Linked DNA regions of Mus musculus: region 2 is linked to region 1. A link is a contact called in public HiChIP or PLAC-seq data. All regions are on one chromosome and are shown on one strand. The core of a region is the stretch at or near the end of the contact, and the rest is flanking DNA. Distances in the headings are between cores, read along the strand shown. Region 1 overlaps Mybl1 (myeloblastosis oncogene-like 1). Region 2 holds the start of Mybl1 (myeloblastosis oncogene-like 1).

Evidence for each region. HiChIP or PLAC-seq counts read pairs in DNA pulled down with a chosen protein or histone mark.
Region 2: an H3K4me3 HiChIP or PLAC-seq map of the 230-238 cell line shows a contact between it and region 1, with 22 read pairs. The contact joins the promoter of Mybl1 here to the enhancer-like site in region 1. A contact is called at or near these places in 3 of 39 promoter capture datasets (the HPC-7 cell line, embryonic stem cells and macrophages), 1 of 484 Hi-C or Micro-C datasets (centroblasts), 5 of 115 datasets of contacts at active chromatin or transcription factors (the 230-238 cell line, CD8 T cells, the SCID.adh cell line and 1 more) and 3 of 9 other capture datasets (adipose tissue, liver and pancreatic islet).

The regions. Positions count from the first base shown.
Region 1 is chr1:9,665,009-9,668,651 of GRCm38.p6, reverse strand. Mybl1 (myeloblastosis oncogene-like 1) reads left to right here. Exons shown (of 15, transcript NM_001290397.1): 15 at 1-1,241. Among named protein-coding and RNA genes, the nearest start is that of Mybl1, 33 kb to the left of the region's middle. Within about 2 kb of position 1,306, at least 3 of the 459 cell types and tissues checked have an H3K27ac peak or open chromatin away from gene starts, as enhancers often do. A contact at or near this core is called in the 230-238 cell line, where this site is marked.
Region 2 is chr1:9,698,235-9,702,382 of GRCm38.p6, reverse strand. It overlaps Mybl1 (myeloblastosis oncogene-like 1), which reads left to right and starts at 2,174. Exons shown (of 15, transcript NM_001290397.1): 1 at 2,174-2,448. The coding sequence starts at 2,429.

The sequences.
Region 1 (3,643 bases), core at 57-2,556:
TTTTATCTCTTTTTGAAAGAATGTCTTTGCTTATGTGGTAGAGATTTTATGTAATTTTTTGAGATGTATAATGGTGTGCTGTCAACCTAAACACTGACAGGCAAATAGAATTGTACACTGTAGTTTGAATTATTTATAATTGACACACTCTCTCCCTCTCCACTCCTGAAGTATGCTGCTATAGAAAGTAGCAGAATCGGCTTGCTGCTATGAGAGATGGAAAGAGCGACCACCACTTGCACTGTGTGAAAAGATAAGCAAATGATGGCACGTTCTCAAGTTAACTAATGGATTCAACTATTCCCAAGCAGATTCTTACAAAGACCAAAACACCACTATGCCTCAAAACCAAACCAAACAGCTTAAGATTTTTAAAACTCTATTTATCTGTTAATAGAAATGGGACTACTGAATATTTTAATGCCTAGTTCTTCAACAGTAGACCTAAAGGGTTTTAAGCTTTAAATCCAATTGCTAGTTTTTGCATACTATATGTTAGTGAGAAGTAAAGAATATGTGTGGTGGTATTAAGATTATGCCTTCTTGATAACAATAGGTAAAACAATTTGAATCTTCTTAGCATGTTAAATGTTTATTTTTTCTAATTAATGAACTTCTCACAGAAATTTTGCTTTGTAAAACCAATGATTGTGGAAAAAAATCTATATATCATTTCAGTTACTTTGGGGTAACAATAGCACATAATTCCTTTTTTAAAAAATGTAGCCTTCAGCTGATTGGATGTAATAATCTCCAGTGGCCAAAGTATATAACTCAGACACGTTACATATTCTAAAACATAATTTTTCTTGAGCATTAAGTTAACACAAATGTTAATGTATTATACATAAGCTTCAGCTTATGGGACAGAGTACATATTTGGGTTGGTATTGGTTGAATCCTCCAGTTAACTGCTTTGTTGTTGTTTTTTTTTTTTTTTTTTTTTTTTGCAAGATTTGTAATCATAAAACTGTTAGGCATCTTAAGTCATCTTTTTCTACTGTTCATTTATATTCTTCAGTTTTCTGAAGATGCCAGACGTACAGGTAGCAGCCATTCATGCATGGAAACTGACTTCACACATACCAATACTGCATTTTGTTGTAAGGTTTTCACATTAATACAGCAATTACACTGATTAAATTGAGTTTTTTTAATATATGAAAAACTTTGCATTGTAAGAGAATCTTGCAGACAATGTTGAAATCTATTAACATCCAAATAAAAGCATCTGTGTACAAGCTGGCTTGGCATTGCTCATTTCACTGTGGCTCTGAGTAAGGGATTTGATTGAACCCTTAAGACCTGAGTTTAACATTGAGTTCTTAGAACTCCCTTTACAGGAATTTCATCTATTAATAAATGTGGCCTCTCCATCAGCCTTCATGCAGAAACATTTTCAACTTCCTTTTATTTTATTTTTTTGAGGTTTTAAAAAAAATTTATCAGTTATTTTGTTTATTTACATTCAAATGTTTTCCTCCTTCCTGGTATTCTCTCTAAAAACACCTCATCCCACTCCCCTCCCACCTGCCTCCACAAAGGCCCTTCCCCATCCACCCACCCACTGGAGCCCCACCACCCTAGAATTTCTCTAAGCTGGGGCATCAGACCTTCGCAGAACCAAGGGCCTCCCCATCCTTTGATTGCAGACAAGGCCATCCTCTGCTGCATATGCAGCTGGAGCCATGGGTCTCTCCATGTGTATTCTTTGATTGGTGGTTTAGTCTCTGGGAGCTCTGGGGTTTCTGGTTTGTTGACGTTGTTCTTTCTATGGGGTTGCAAACCCCTTCAGCTCCTTCAGTCCTTCCCTTATCTCTTCCATCTGGGTCCTCTGCTCAGTCTGATGATTGGCTGCAAGCATCCTCATCTGCATTCATTGGGCTCTGGCACAGCCTCTCAGGTGACAGCTATACTGGGGTCCTTCTGCAAGAATTTCTTAGCATCAGCAATAGTTTCTGGGTTTGCTTTCTACAGATGGGATGAATCCATATTTGGGGCAGTATCTGGATGCCCTTTCCTCCAGTCTTTGCTCCATTCTTTGTCCCTGCATTTCCTCACAAAATCATTAGAGTGTTATCTGGGAAGGGTCAAATGGCCACAAGTTAGGTTTTGGAAATATTGCATTATCTTGATGAGTTCACCACCATTATTTAGTTTTTAGGTTTAGCAATCTGTTGGAATTAAGTTGCTGAAAATGAATTTGCCTCTCAGTAGAAGTCTTACATAATTTTTTAAAGACTTGGTATGTAAAACCAGAATTCTGTTCATTTGTATGTAAAATAAAACTGCAGAGGACTGGGTCCGTTCTCACCTTAGATGTAAGCAGAAGGAAATAGTAACCACAATTAGATGTGACCAGATCTCTAGGGTTGTCTAATAATAATGATTCTTATTTATGTTCAACTTGGGGCTGGTTTCCACACTTCATTTCAATTTTTCCGGTGCCTTGGCTCTCCCAAGAACATACTTTTTTCATGCCTGTGTTTGCAATGTTACCTTTTTTTATACTGTTTCTAGAATGTTATTGTCAGCCAGGCCTATGAAGCATTTCCTGAGTGCTTCATAAAATGTTCCTTCTATTCTTCCTGGTTCCATGATTATTTTGTTTCTGAGCATCAATGAACTTAGAAAATCTTGTAAATGTTTTAATAATTAGTTATTACCAGGGAATAGTTATACGTACACAACAGATTTACAAATAGCTTTGATTTCCTATTGCCATAAAAAGTTTTGCCTATATTCAAGAAACTTTCTGAAGATCTTTTAGCTCATTTTTTATAACCATGTAATTTGCTGCTCTATTTGTCAGTTATGGAGTGATAAGCCAGCCAGGTAATCAGATCTTTAATGTCTTATGTAAAACAGTTGATAGGATTTGAAGGGATACTTTGTCTCCGAGAAGTGAAAGTGTATTAGAGAGTGGAGGGTAAACTGAGTTGAGAGAGATGCTTTGGGAAATTAACTTTCCTCTGTTTTGTTTTAATTAGTACAGATATGCTCAACAAGAATATGTGAGATAGACAAGCTAAAGTGCACTTAGAAAAGAAATTTTGTAGCCAGTGTGGTTGAAAACTTAGTATCTTGGTGCAAATACATTTAAAGCTATTGGATTTGAGGTACACTTAATTTTAAGTAGTTATACTGTCCTTTCTAAAGTTCCTAGGACTGGTATGATTATTCAAGAGCCAAGTAGAGAATATGTTTGAACCACATGGGTACCAGGGATGGAATTCAGGCAAGCACCTTTTATCACCTATGAACCATCTTGTCAGCTCTATTCAGTTTTAACTATATAATTTTGTCAATGATAGCTCAAAGGTTTCACTGTATTCTGACAATTTCTTAAGTACTAATGCAGTTAGTACTTAAATATTCAACTTTAATGAGTACTTTCCATGCCCCCACGCTGGGTTCGGGGGATACTCGGAGAGGGCAGTGGGACAGCCATTATGGTATTTCATTAGGCTCCTCAGTAACAGAGAAGCTGATATTCTAGGTAAAGGGATGAATATTTAACAGATAATTTTCCTTTGGCTAAAAAAGTGAGCTAGATCCTACAGCCAAGTTTGTTAGTATGTGTGGACTTGGCCCAGAGAGTGAATAGCTCCCCAGCCCCTCTGCTCACCAAACAGAATTAGAG
Region 2 (4,148 bases), core at 925-3,424, 33 kb before region 1:
TGAGTATATATCCATCTATTCTAACCGACTGTGCTGCCTACTACACAGCCACATGACCCATTACTTGCCATTTTAGGCTCTCCTGGCTGCTCCTCTCCATCTGTGTCCACAAGGTCATTCTCTTGTCTGGATACCTCCACCTGGGACTCCCTCAATGGGATTGGAAGTCCTACCTTCACTCTCCTCCCAATTATAGCCCGATCAGCTCTTCATCAACCAATCAGAAGTGGCGGGGAACAATACACAGGAAATGCTTCAATAATAATGACAATGCTAACTCTCAGATCTCAGGGCACAGTAGCAGCATCTGAATACACAGCATACAAAACTCTCCCCCAACATCAGAGTCTTGTTCAGCACTACATAAAGCAGTCCAGCTGGCCAGAGAACTTCAAGTGTTCTTCTTTATCTGCCATCATCTGCTGTAGGCGCTCTGGAGATCTGGTCAGCCTTGAGTACATAACACCACCTTGTCTCAAAGTATTCTGTAATACTATCTTTGGGAGGACGTTTCCCTATATAAAACAATGAGAATAAATTTTACTTAAAAATCTGATGCACTTACCTTCAAGTTCTAAAACGGTTGTTTGTATAAAGCTGATCATAACCTAAGAATATCAGTTTTGCTTCCTGTTAGAATAAAAATGGAACAATGCATACCCAAGAGTAAATATGCTTCCAAATGACATTTGAAGACTAGGAGGAGCATTCCATCATGTAGCCCTGGTGAAGCTAAGGTAGATCATGAAGAAAGTCTGGGCTCTATACTGAGTTCAAGATCAGCCTGGGGTACATAACAACACCTTGTCTCAAAAATATTAATTTCTAAATTAGTCTCTCTCTTTAGAAGCTACTATGGAACTCAGAAAATAATTTAAAAGTGCTTTTCCTTCCCAAAATATATCTTGAGAAAAAGGAAGTTATTTTTTTTTTAAAAGCGAGTGTGTATCTACCTGGTTGTTTTGAATTGCAAGCTCATCTTGATTTGTATTTGCACCTGTATCTCTGATTTGCAAAAGACGATGCGTACAGTTTCAAAATAGCAAAAAATGTCAGTTTGTAACAACATTGATCTGTGGTTCATCACTCTATGCAGTAGAGCATGGTGTCTTGCAAATTTGGGCTCTTCGCCGTGTCTAATCGCTACTGTAGTTAATAATCTCCTTGTATGCTTCTTTAACCGTGTAACTGTTGAGAAGTTGCAACTGTAAGAGGCCCCTTCCCCTATGCAAGATTTCAGTTACTCCAGCTTTCAGGCGCACCTCCGGGACTCTGGGTTCCCCGCGAAGAGCATCCCGCCCCCTTTGTAGACGGAGTACGAGGTTGAGCTTCTGGAGCACTATCAACCTTTTCCCGTTCCACGCAAGCCTCGAGATAACAACTCCCCACTTATCACACTTTTATTCATCTCTGGGGAAAACAAAAGACACAACAACAGGGTCTTGGCCAGTTTCCTTGTCCTTTCGGCGCAGAACTAACTCACACATGCTTAAGAAAATAACGGCCGCGCAAGTTTCCTGGCTAGAAGGTTAAGTAGATGACCGCGCCCTTAAGTGGCGAGACTCACAGCGCGAACTAGCGCCCGCGAGGTCCTCCCCTGCCCAGGACCCCGACTGTCCCCGCCCCAGAGGCACGCTCCGCACCCCTCCGGAGGTGGCGGCGGCTGGATCGGCCCCGGCGCCTCTTCCGGCACACACCCGGGGCGCAGAAACTCGCCTTCCCAGCAATCTCCGCGCCCCACTGGGTGGCTCACCCCGCGTTCCGTGTCCTGTCACCTCGGCCCGTGAACCGGCCTCGCGCCTCCCCCATCCCGCCCCGCCCCTCCCCCGGCTCCACGGCGCTCCGGGACTCCCGCGAGTTCCAATCCTGGCTTCTAGCCCCGCCGGCCCCGCCCTCTGCCGCGCGCGCCCTCGCCGCCCCGCCCCCGCCCCCCTGCGCGCGGCCGCCCCAGCCAATGAGGTTCGGGGCCGCGTGCGCAGATTCAAACGGCGGCTCTTGAGGGAGGCTGGGCGCGAGATTCGGCGGTGCGGACAAAACCCTGCAGGAGGCTGCGAGTGCTGCAGTGCTGCTCGCTGCGGGGAGAGGGCGGGGGTCGGCGCCCGTGACGGAGCGGCGCAGGGCCGGCAGCTCTGAGGCGGAGGCGGCGGCGGCGGGCGGGGCGGCGGCGGGCGGGAGCACGCCTCCTGACATGTCCAGGGCATCCCTGGCCGGGCCCGGCCGCGGCTAGGAGCAGTGGGTCTTGGTCCGCCCCTCTGTCCCTCAGTCCCGCCTGGCCCTGACCTGACCGGGCCTGCTTTCCGCTCTCGGTCACCTGAGGGAAGGAGTTGGGGAAGCGGCGGGTGGGTCTCGGAGAGGGAGCATTGGCCCCAGGCTGGAGGAGGCTGACCCCGCGTCCCCGCCCAGCCCGCGCCTATGCGGTACTTGAAGGATGGCGAAGAGGTCGCGCAGGTGGGTGCCATCCCCTCGGACCCGGCCTAGCGGCCCTGTCTCGACTCTTGCTCTCTGTCCTTTCCTGCTGGTCCCCACTTAGGCCCTCTCGAGCCTGGGGGGCATAGGTTTTCCTGTTCGGTGGGTGTCCCACACCCGCTTCGGCCGCGCTGGCCTGAGAGCATCTATCATTATTAGACTCCATCATTATTAGACGACTGTGTGTAGGACTCTCTCTAACAAATGCTCAGGTTGCTGCATTGACGGATTCTCCCACAGCTCACGCCCAGACTTCTAACTTCTCACAGCCACTTTCAGGGAGGTTTCTTGCCAGGTAAGTTTGCCCACTGTCAGGGGATACGCCACGCCAGGGGAAGCGGTTGTGTTTGCCTGGATGACTTGAAATGGGGTTCTCTCCTCTGACTTAATCGTGCCAAATCAAAACAGATCTCCTTGACAAACCTGGGCGGGCACGGTTCTGGGAAATCTTGAGAAGGGAATTCGCTAAATCTCCCTTGTGCGCACTGCTCTTCTGAGCTTTTCTTTTTCTTAGTATCTTCTGAGGACATTGTTACGTTGTTACTATCGAGTAAACTTGATCCTAAACCAATGTGTCTTAGTTACTTTGTATCTCAAGTATTCATGTTTGATTCTGATTGTATCGGCATTGTAACAAGTAGGACACAATGTTGTTGTTGTAGAAAGATGTGCTAGGATGTCTTTATGCACCTAACTTTTATTTTATGCTATTGTAATAGCTACTCCTAAATTGTGTGGCATAATCAGATGACAAAAAAATCTAGTGTCTCGATTTTCAGTATTAAGGAAACCTGAAAAGTATTTCTCAGAATTTCCATTTATCTAGATACACAGCTTCAAAATCTAAGAGTCATATTCCCTGAGCTGAAATTTAGTACTGAGAGTCATTCATTGCAGAGTTTGATTTAAAATAACTACGCATAAAATACTTGGCTTTATTCATATATTCTTCTATATGTAGGTTGGTTCTGCAGATATCAACATAAATTTAATTATGACATAATTACTTTATATAAAGTGGCTGCAGAATAGATTGAACATTGAAGTGGAACAAGTGTGCATATACGCATACACCCACAGGCACACTACCTTGGTCTTTTATCATTTTGGATGAGGTAGTTGTAGGGGTTTTTAGCAGCACCTTTACCTTTACTCAGTAGAAGACAGTAGCCCTTTTTCCTACAGTCAGGACAACCAAAACTGTTTACAGATGGTGCCACATATCTCTGGGGGGATGGAATCTGGACCATGCAGGTAAGAACTGCTGATCTACAACTTCAAAGACATAACATTCCCATCTTCATAAAAGATGCAGATTTAAAGATAAGATTGCTGGAGTACTGCTTTAGGCTTTTTGAGTTTTGAAGTCTAACAATGCTTTTAAATGATGTGTAAGTTAATTGAGACAATATAGAATGATGTAAAAAATGATGTAAAAAGTTATAGTTCTGGAGTAATTGTGCTGCAGTGAAACACTTCTCTGGAAGTATGTAGATAGAGGGTGTGATGAGAGATCACCATCTCTGGTCTGTTTCTTTGGGTTTTCTTCAGTGAGTTCCAGGTGCTGTTAAATTTCTTATATATTTAAATATGATTCCTGTATTAGAAGATAATGAAATGTTTGAGGATGAAATACCTTATTCATTGGGCTTTCTTCTTTGGCTGAGAATCTTAGTAGATAT